Regions from separate parts of the Mus musculus genome. Here regions 2 and 3 are each linked to region 1. A link is a contact called in public ChIA-PET and HiChIP or PLAC-seq data. All regions are on one chromosome and are shown on one strand. The core of a region is the stretch at or near the end of the contact, and the rest is flanking DNA. Distances in the headings are between cores, read along the strand shown.

The links. ChIA-PET counts read pairs in DNA pulled down with a chosen protein or histone mark. HiChIP or PLAC-seq counts read pairs in DNA pulled down with a chosen protein or histone mark.
Region 2: a contact with region 1 is called in an RNA polymerase II ChIA-PET map of memory CD8 T cells, with 23 read pairs. The contact joins the promoter of Nlrc3 here to the promoter of Crebbp in region 1. A contact is called at or near these places in 2 of 39 promoter capture datasets (second pharyngeal arch cranial neural crest and stem cell-derived epiblast-like cells), 2 of 484 Hi-C or Micro-C datasets (CD4 T cells and CD8 T cells) and 1 of 115 datasets of contacts at active chromatin or transcription factors (memory CD8 T cells).
Region 3: a contact with region 1 is called in an HNF4G HiChIP or PLAC-seq map of pancreatic cancer cells. The contact joins the promoter of Adcy9 here to the promoter of Crebbp in region 1. A contact is called at or near these places in 2 of 39 promoter capture datasets (cranial neural crest and embryonic stem cells), 5 of 484 Hi-C or Micro-C datasets (embryonic stem cells, forebrain, hematopoietic stem and progenitor cells and 1 more), 3 of 115 datasets of contacts at active chromatin or transcription factors (embryonic stem cells, extraembryonic endoderm stem cells and pancreatic cancer cells) and 1 of 9 other capture datasets (adipose tissue).

The regions. Positions count from the first base shown.
Region 1 is chr16:4,211,519-4,214,932 of GRCm38.p6, forward strand. Crebbp (CREB binding protein) reads right to left here and starts at 1,886. Exons shown (of 31, transcript NM_001025432.1): 1 at 1,621-1,886. The coding sequence starts at 1,705.
Region 2 is chr16:3,975,117-3,978,530 of GRCm38.p6, forward strand. It overlaps Nlrc3 (NLR family, CARD domain containing 3), which reads right to left and starts at 1,516. Exons shown (of 18, transcript NM_001081280.2): 1 at 1,213-1,516. The coding sequence starts at 1,261.
Region 3 is chr16:4,418,908-4,422,321 of GRCm38.p6, forward strand. Adcy9 (adenylate cyclase 9) reads right to left here and starts at 1,591. Exons shown (of 11, transcript NM_009624.3): 1 at 869-1,591; 2 at 1-681. The coding sequence starts at 638.

The sequences.
Region 1 (3,414 bases), core at 636-3,135:
AGGAGGAGGAAGAAGAGGAGGAGGAGGGAGAAAAGGAGGAAGAAGAAGAAGAAAAGGAGGAGGAGGGAGGGGAAAAGCCATCTTCTTTTGGGTTCCATCTTGTAAACCTCTGGATATATAAGATACTACAGGTCTTTTTGTGGTCTTATTAATTTGCCCCACTTCTAAGAAAAATCTTCAAGTTCACTCAGTAACAGCAAAGCTGAAGTCTTCCAGTTAGCAGTGTCAGAGGATAAACTTGAGGACAACACCTGCCTGGTATGATCTACATCTCACATGATTACAGTCTTCTGGCTCGAGCACAGCAACATTACTAAAGCAAGGGAGCTAGCTCTACTTTGCACAAGTGTGCTTAAACCACTGTTTCAACATTTTTCATCAATAAGATTTTTATGAAAATAAACATCAAACAACTTGTCATTTAAAAAGAAAAGTGACTTTTCCCTACCTACCTGTGAATTATTTATTTACTCCTTTCTACCACTCAACAAATTTTAAGTCAACAAAAATCTCCTGAAAAATGATGGAGGGAGAATACTCCCCTCTCATTTCTACATTAACATTCTCCTTTCATGACTGGATTTCAGGAGCACTTCAAACTGAAGCCGTGAAATCTAAGTTTTGTTTCAAAAGCAGAAATATTTTTAAATACACTTGTATAAAGTCACAGAGTTCCACAACTTGAACATCTGTATCTAGCGCCAATCTGCAGGCAGCAATGTAATTTGATTTGGACCCATTCATCAGAAACTGATTTTCAGATGCCGCTACAAGTACGTACTGGAAAAGTGCTAGCTGCGCTGAGCCGGCATTGTTCACAGCAGCATACGAGTTTATATTTCGAAGGAGAGCTTAAAAGGGGAAATACGAATAATTGGCAAGGTTATCAGAGCTGTCCAGAAGTACTCTGAATTACTGAATGAACAGGGAAGTCTTGGGTACCCGATCCGATCACCTAAGAAAGTTTGCACGGAAGCTATTTTGTGAGTTGGGGAAAAGATTTAAGATTATCTTGCTTTTCTCTTTCCCTGAAAGATTCAAAGTCCTTAATTTTTTAATTTTTCATCTCCAGTGTAAAACCATTCCAACCTCAAAGGCAGACTGGAGCCCAAATGGACTTTTAAAAGCCTGCTAGCTTCTTTTTAAGGTTACGTATGTAAATGAAAGACACCACAGCAACTTTGATGACAACTCGCACATGAGGTTTGGGGTTTTGGAGAAAAAAAAATACTAGGTGATCAAAAAAAAAAAAAAATCAAGACTTTCTAAATAACCACTAAGCGTTTTCCCAAGCAACACATTCCAAGAAACTTCTCCGTCGCAACTCGTCGCAACTAAGAAGGCAGCAGCTGTGTCCGCGACTGCACCGCCTAGAGTGGGGGGTCCGATCCTGAAAGCCCTCATTGCCTCTGGTCGCATTCTCTTACTCCAAACCTCCAAGGTCCCCTCCGCTGTCATCCCGGCCGGCCACGCGTGCGGACACTAGACCGCGCCCCCGCTTCACTTTTCCTCCCGACCAGGGAAGCGCATCCCAAGGCCCGGGACAGAGTCTCTGGCCACTGCGACCCTCAACCCCCTCCCTGCCCCGAACTCTGACAGCGAGCCTAGACCCAGCCTCACCTGTGTTGTCATTCGCGGAGAAGCCGGGCGAGCTGAGTTTGGCTCGTTTGGGGTTGGGCGGTCCGTCCAGCAAGTTCTCGGCCATCTTCACCTGCTCGCGGAAACAGCCCTGAGCGCGGGCGGCGCGACGCGGCCCGGACGGGGGTCGGGCCGGCGGCTGCGAGCAGGCGAGCCAGCGAGGAGCGAGCGCAGGAGCGCGGGCCGGGCCGCGGAGGGCGCAGGCCGGGTGGGGGAGGCGGCGGCCAAATCTCAGCCTCAGCAACAGCGCCCCGCAGCGCTCACCGCCCGCCCCCGGCCGCCGCCGCCGCCGGCCGCGGCCCCCTCATCCCCTGCCCGCCTCCCGAGCGCGACACTCCGCGGCCCGGGCACCCAAGCGGCCCGGCCGCCTCCGCGGGCCCGGCTGGCAGCGACGGCGCCCGGCCCCGCGGCTCAGGCGGCGCCCGGGAACATGGTGGTACCGCCGCCGCCTCGCCGCCACCCCCCCCCCCCGCGCGCCCCACTTAATGAATTCGCCCGCGGCCGGACGACCGGGGGGCTTTGGGCTCCGCCGCCCGCCCGCGGCCCGCCGCCGCCGTGAGGAAAAACAATGCGCCGAGCGGGGCCGCCGCCGCGCCGCGGCCCCCCCACCCCGTGCCGCCGCCGCCGCCGCCGCCGCCGCCGGGCTCCGGGAGGCCGAGACGAGAGGCGAGCGGGGCCGCCGGGGCGGGCGCCGAGGGCCGGGCGGAGCGGGCCGGCCAGGCGGAGCGGGGTGCGCGGGCGGTTGTGGGGCCCGGGACCGGCGGGGCCGAGTAGATCGCGCTCGAAGCCCCGGTCGGATCCGCGACAAGATGGCGGCTGTTGATTCCTCAATTAAAAAAAAAAAGAAAGTTTTTTTTCTTCTCTTTCCAGAGCCTGAACGGGGAGGGGGAGGGGGCGGGGCACGCTTGTACGTCACCCCCCCCGCGGCGTCACCACGCACGGCCCCCGCCCCGCCCCTCCACCTGCGCCGGCCGCGGCGGAAAGAGCCGAGCGCGCTCGGGTGGAAGGGTCGAAGGCACGGCGGCGATGCGTGAGGCGACGGGCTGCGGTGCTAGGCCCGGCCTGCGGGACGCCAAGTGCGCAGAGCAGACGGCCACTTTTGTTCTGACGCTGTCAGTAACGCGGCACGCGCGGGGAGGGCGCCCTGGGCTCGAGCCTAGACCCCCCCCCCCGCCAGGCTCGGAGTCAGCGCTGATCCGGGCCCAGCCCGTCCGGTCCCGCCCCGCCCCGGCAGCTCTGGCTCTTCGCAGCTCCTTGCTTGCGAGCCTCCAGGGTGACATCGGACTAAGAAGACGCCACCGCAACCTGCGCCTCTTCCCCGCGCCCTATGCTAGTAATGGCGAAGTGGCGCCTGCAGGTTACAGAGGGTCCTCGGGTCTGTGTGCAGATGGGGAAACTGAGGCAGGAAGGGGCAAAGCAACTTTCTCTAAGATCACTGAGGGAGAAAATGACAGGCCGAGAGTCCACCCCTTCCTTGTGCTTCCCAAGTTTGCAAGGGCACCGCAAGGCTCTTGAGCGCCCACTCCCAAGCCCAAAAACGATAGGGCCAGGTCCAATGTCCAACGCTGTCACCTGAAGGGAGAGGCTGTCAGCTCTACCTCCTGGATCTGAGATGGGCCCAGGTACCAAGACCAAGGGCTTCGATCTCCTAAGGGTACTCCTTACTTCGGACAACCACCCTGGCTTTGGCAGGTACCCAGAAAAATGTAGGATCACAGGGAGACCCTCTCACTTGGGTGTGCCACACACCTCCTCAAAAACTAAAGTTTTCCCATC
Region 2 (3,414 bases), core at 266-2,765, 240 kb before region 1:
GGATGCTTTCTAGTAGGATATTGTCAGGGCATGGAACAAGGCTAGCTATTGCCTTCTGTAATTGGATGCCCACCAGATAATCTTATTACTGCTAAACAATAAGGTTGTTGTAAACAAGAGGATGAGGCAACCATGTTTTCAAAGGACTTAGATCAGTGCTTCTTGACTCTGGCAAAGCATTATGTCTGGTGGAGCCTATTCTGTGCCATGCTTCTCTGCCAGGGCCACAGACCCGGCCTGAGCCAGGTGAGTCCCTTCCAAATGCCGGCCTTGCCCCACCTAGCTTAGCTAGGGTGGGGACGGGGAAGGGGGGGGCAGGGGGAGGCGGCACTGTTCATATCTCTGGCCACACACATAGTACCTTGGGTTTTTTTGTATGACCTACTCTTTACCCTCATCTCCCTCCCCAGGCCTGACTTAGCAACCATAGCAACTATCTGGTTTCTGAGATCAGCATCCTGAAAGAAGTAACTTCTGCCCTAAGGATACACCACAGCATTGACCTGGAGTACCAGCAAGCAGGTAGATCTAGCCCTCCCAGCAGCAAAGTAGATACAACCGTTGCGGGATGGCCAAAGTGAGCCTGTGATAAGGAGGGGAGCCGGGAGGAGCCCCAGGGCCTAGAAGCCTGTCCATGGGTGGACACCATAGCTAACACTCCCTGTGTTTAACATTCACTAGGCTTTGCAGCCACACCTCTTACAGAGGCCTCCCTTGGTTAGCAGTCTCAGAATGACAAGTTTTAACTAACGCCAGGGTGTGGCTAGGAGTGGCCCTGGGGGAGGGGTATTATGGGAAAGCTGGGAGTTGTATGTAGCACGCCCCTTGACCTTTGGGGTAGGTGCTGGAGTTGTGACTCCACTTACAGGTGGCAAATGAACACAAGAAGAGGGTCACCTGCTTGGGATCACAGCCTTGGAGGAACCGGGTTCCAATCGTGGTGCTGCTTACTTGCAACCTGCAATGCATCCTGCTCCGCCCATGCCATCACCAAGAACACAGAGCTGGGTCTTCTCCCCTAGAACTTGTGGATCATCACCCTGGGCACAAGTGAGTCTACCAGACACTGACGCATCCAGACCCAGCAGCTCCAACACCCAGGGCTCAGCACTCCGTAGCCTCCTCGTGCCCTCAGGCCTTCAGAGCCTCTACCCTCCCTAGCAGCTTTTCCTGAGTCCTCCCTTGCACCGATGTGCTCTGGGTGCTACTTACCTTCCTGCCATGGTGGCTGCTCCAGGGTGCTAAAGGGCTCCGCCTGCATGCTCCTGGGCACAGCTCTGCTCCAGTGAGCGGGAGGCCATGTTTATGGCTGAATGCCTTGGGTAGTCAGTGGCAGGTCAGCTGAGGCTGAGACCTTGGTCTGTCCAGAGCTGAGGAAACCTTCTCTGAAGAGATCAGGGGAGTTTATCACACTGATCACGCCAGGGCTGGGAGTGACAGACCTACCACATCCTGTAGTCCCCAGGAGCCCACCCACTGTCACTGCAGCCCCTCAGCTCTTCCTGTCCTCCACCTCAACCTTCCTTCCTGTCTAGTTTTAAAAGCTAACAGCCTCGCTGACAAATCAGTGAGCTGCTTGGCCCCAGGCTCACCTCTTTGGTTCTGTCACATCCCCCAGAGTAGGGAAGTTATGTTGGATCTCCATTCTGGGACTGAGCATCCTCACAGCATGTGCTCGGGATGGGTACAGTGCCAAAATTGTTGACATTCATTCTCCATCCTCCAACAGACTGTCAGAAGGTGGGGGGTGGGGAAGCAGGGGGCAGGGAGGAGGTCAGCACCTGGGTTTAGGTCACACTGCTGAGAGATAGTCAGTGGGGCCGGAATGCCTGCATGCCTCCAGGCTTTGATACCCAGTGACCTTCCTCTTATTAAAGCACGTCTTTCACCCTAGAGGTGCTTCTGACCTAGCCCTATCCCTGTGAGTCAGTGGACCCTGGAATGCAGCACACAGCTATTCACAGCAGGAAGGTAGGTGTCCTGCTCAGATGCAGAAGAAAGGATAAGGACAAGGACGTGGCTGAGAGCGATCAAAAGAGAAAAAAAAAAGCTTGCAATAAATGGACCATTTAGAATGTCTTCTACTGATGGGGGAGTAGGGAGGGGGGAAGGAAGCCATTTACTGTGACAGCTCTGACTGACTTAGGAGACGTGGTAGCCAAGTGACCAAGGGGCCTTGGGCTCTTCAGCAAGCACACAGAGTTCTCAGGCATCTGTTGAGTTCCGATGTTGAGAGCAGCCTGCATGCAGGGGTGCAGGAGGCATGTGGCAGACCTTTGTTTCCCATGGAGAGGTAGGACTTTGGTGCTAGGTTAGAAATGCTGTTTTGGAACGTCTGCCACCCATCTCTTTCCCTACTGAGCACAGAGGAGCAGGCTGGGAACTTGTGGACACCGTGGCAGACCATGGGAAGCCTGAGGAGGCTCTAAGCAGGGGAAGCAGAGAGCTATAGTCCTGGCCAAGGGGTGCAGCAAAGGTGCTTTGTGGGCCAGTCACACGAGGCCCAAGAGGCTCAGCCTGCCTCCTCCAGAGATCTAGCAGGAGAGGAAACAGCCTTCTTCCTGAGGATCTTGGGGAACATCCTAGTGCTAGCTCCTTCCTCTCCTCCCAGTAATGGCCACCAGCCCCATACATGGGCTATTCTGATGTGTGTGTGTGTGCACGCACATGCATACACACATGCCCAAATATACACATTTCTCCAGGGTCTTCTTCACTCTGAGACTTTGTTACCTGAGAGCAAACAGCAAGGCAGTTAGTAGGCTCAGTTCTTCTTAACTTGGGGAGTGTAAGGCTTCCAGCCTGCAGTCAGGGGCCTTTTCCTATGGTTTCCTTACCTGAGCTAGTAGTTGTTTATCCAAGCTAGGCTGTGGTTCAACACAGACAAGCCTAGCCCATGGCAAGGGCTGGACCACAGAAGTGAACAGGCTAGAGGTCTGTTCATATTACCCAGACCTCCCTGTCCACCCAGACCACATCTGGTGATATGTATGATGTACTTGTGTCCAGCACACATTCTGTGTTGGGGCTAAGTACTTCTTGTGCTAACCATATGAAGGCAGTGTGGTTTCTGGAAGAGGACTCCTCCTCACTTTAATCAATGAGTAGTCCCAGTGCCCATGTAGCTTCAGCATCACCGAAGGATGAGGCAGCCATGCACCTTGATTTCAATCAGCTGGCCCAGTGCTGTGATGCTGGAGCCAGGGTGTTTTGTGGGAAGGTCCCTGCTTGCTGGCCGCTGCTCTGGCTGATGGCCACGCCTTCATTGCCTACGTTCACTTTAACCTACCTCCTCCAGAGGCAGCAACTGGCTGTTTTAAAGTAAGTGAATGATGCTGGATACATAGGTTCAGGGGTTCAGAAATCTATCACTGGACTACCCATGGCACTTGGCTTCCAATTGCCTGCCTGGCC
Region 3 (3,414 bases), core at 341-2,840, 210 kb after region 1:
GGAGTGGCCGTGAGAGTATGATTGGAGCTGTCAACACGTCCTGACAGAGGTGTCCAAACCTGAAACTGCGCAGCCAGGGTCAGGGCGAACACCAGCAGGGTGAGAGCCAGCGAGGTCCACGCATAATGCCGGGCGTACAGCTTGGTGAAAGTAAACAGGAAAAAGCCCACACACACCACCAGGAAGCACAGAGCTGGGACCACCATGACAATCACTTTGGATTTCATGTGGACAGCGAAATAGATGCTCCAGAGAAGGCAGGCGAAGCCCACATAAAAGAGTGCGTACCGGAAGCGGCGCTGGGTCTGCGGAAAGCAGCGCTCCAGGCAGGCCTCCTCCAGGTTCATGGAGTCGAATTTGGGGTCCCACCACCGGCTGGAGGCCCTCTCAAAAAGCTGGGGCAGCTTCTTCTGTCTGCGCAGGCGACCCCCGCCGCCAACCCTCCGGGGAAGGCCCCCTGAGTCTCCCGAGCTGCTACAGCTGGAGGAGATGCTGTACTTGCAGTGCTTCGGGTGGGTGTTGGAGGACAGCTGCTTAGGGTTGATCTTGACCCTCACGCTGTTGCTGTCTCCGCTTGAGTCGCAGCTCACCTCGGTGCTATGGTGATGCAGCAGCTGCTGGTGGGGTGAGGAAGCCATGTTGCCGAGCTCTTGGAACCTTTCCCGACCAGGTCAGGGGCACCTGCAGGCAAAACCAGCAGAATTAGAGCGGCCTGACTACACACACTCCCGGAGGGCCACGCGACCTGTGCTTGTCGCGAGTGCGAGCTCTGGCGAGCCACTTGGGAAGGCACCACCATATGTTCACCAAAACTGCCCATAACGGCGCATAAAAGCGCCAAGGCGAGCGAGAACCGCACGGGCCGTACCTGGTGCTCCCAGGGTTCTCGTGCCGCGGCCGCGCTGAGTCTTGGGTCCCCGGCAGCGCTGCGCTGCGCTCCCCTCGGGCGCCGTCGCCCGCTGGTGGCCTCTCCCCGTGCAACTCCAACTGCAGCTCCAGAGGGAAGTTCAGACCTTGAGCGCTCGGGGCACCGGGAGCAGCTTTCGCAAAAACAACTCGGGAGGCGAGCAGCGCTTCATCCTGCCGCAGCAGCGCCCGGTGCGTCAAAGCGCGCGGGCCAACCTGCGGCTCCTGCCGCGTTCCGTCCCCTTGCGGCTAAGCACCAGCGGGCTACCCTGCCCCGCGCCCCTGCTCGCGAGCTTGAGGAGCCCGAGGGCCGCCCGTCCGAGCGGCCGGTCTAGCAGGGCCTGCTGCCCGCAGCCGAACGCACCCCGGCCCAGAGCCGAGCTCGGGGCACTGCGCGGGCCCCTCCACAGACCGCCGTGCGGGCTGCCGCAGAGCCTGACTCCCGCGACGCCGGCTGGCCAGCACGCCGGTCGTCCGCACGCCGCGCCCACGCCCCAGGGGCCCTGCCTGAGCTACAGATGCCGCTGCGGCTGCGCCCGCCGCCCGCTCTCCCGCAGCCGCTGCCTCAGGTCGGAAGAGTAGCAGCCGCAGCCGCCGCCACCACCATCTCCGGCCCCCTCCTCCTCCCCCTCCCGCTGTCACTGACAGACGCGCGCCCGCGCCGCCCCTCTCCTCTGCCGCAGCGCGCACGCGCGGCCCGCGCACGTCACCGCCGGGTCCGGGACACGCGCACCAGCAGCGCGCCACCCCGCCTAGGAGCGCGCGCCCGGCTCGGGGCTGCAGCGGGGCGGGGCCGGGCGGACGCGCTCTGGGCGCCGCCCTCCGCCCTGGGCTGCTCCGAGCCTGGGCCGCCTGCTGTGGGCACCAGGCCTCCGCCTTCTTCCGAGGCCTTGGCTGCCTTTGACTACTTGCCCCGCAGCCTGGCCCCCAAGTCCGCACAGGAAGCATCTAAGCGCAGTTTACCTTTTGGATACATCGAAGTTTTCAGTCCCTGGCTTTGCTCGATTGTGACCTCCCTCCCATTCTGCCAGCAATGTAGGAGTGTTCCCAGTGGTGCTAGGCCCCTCTGAACTTGCTGGGGGATGGAAATGATCATCACCAGCCAAGCCACTTCTGATAGCTTCTAAAGTCGAGCACCACTGAGGACCACCTTTGCCAACCCCCTGGGGAAGTTATCTTCCCGACTTTGAAGATCTTTCATTCTTCACATGAACAACTGTTTTTCCCTCTCCACAAGGAAAACGTTCAAAGAAATCAGCTTCCCATTAATAAGTTCTACATTGGTCTGTGTAAACTCTGGCCTGAATAAACACAATTCTATATTCTCTGGTCGCACCCTGGCTGCCACACCGTACAGTGTTTTTCTGCAACCACAGGGGACTAACTGACCCTTCCTTCCCACAGCTCTCGGGGCCCATCCCAGGCATCCACAGTCACTGTGGAATTCAGGAATAGGAAGGTAAAATATAGACTATCTATACAACCGAATATTATTCGACTATAAAAATGAAGTACACTTGCTACAACCTCTGAAACACACTGGGTAAAAGAAACCAAACACAAGAGGCCACATATTGTATGATTGTATTAATGTGAAATGCCCAGAACAAGCAAATCTATAGAGAAAATACAGGTGATGGATGCCTGCGGTTGTATGAAGTACTAGGTATTGACTACACTATCAAGCCTGGGGGTTCCTTTTGGGGTGATGAAAACATCTGGAACTAGTGAGAACACAACGCCGTGGATTCTGTAGTAGGTATACTTCATGAACGTACTAGTGTCTTTGGATTGCTTTAATGATAAGTACAACTGCATAAATGGTAAGTTTTATGCAGTATGTATTGCACCACAATAAACAGGAACTTTTTAAAGTAAACGTGTCATTGTTGATATATTCCAGCTCAAAGTGCAAGATGTCCATCTAATTATGAGAAAACATCTGAGGAAGGAACTTAATCTGAAAAATACTCCACAACCAAACTGCCAAGTGCTCTTCACAGTGCCAGAGTCACCAAACACAGAGCCTAAGGTATTGTCACAAGTAAGGGGCAAATTGTCATTAAAGGGCAAAGTAGAACAGGAAAAAAAACAAAAACAAACAAACAAAAAACAGTGGGAAGGCAGCTGGTGAAACATGCAGTGTATTTAATGGCATCCCCATTAAATCCCACAGTTACCCAAGACATTAACAGTAGGAGAAGCTGGGTGTAGGTCGCAGGGGAACTCCCTAGTATTTTTACAACATTTTTCTAACTCTAACTTTTTTTCAGAATAAAGCTAAAGATAGAAAGAGATGTTTATTGAGCAGGAACTATGTGCCTCCTGTATCTGAGGTTTGGAAAAGCGGAGCACACACCAATAGCTAACAAGTAACAGTGGCCAGCTGGTACTGACCCGAGTATCCCAGTGCCAGAGACCAGCAAGCACTTTTCCTCATGACCTACTGTTGACCACAACCCCCTGAGGAAGATATTATTGCCCCTCACTTAGAGACATGAAGACAGG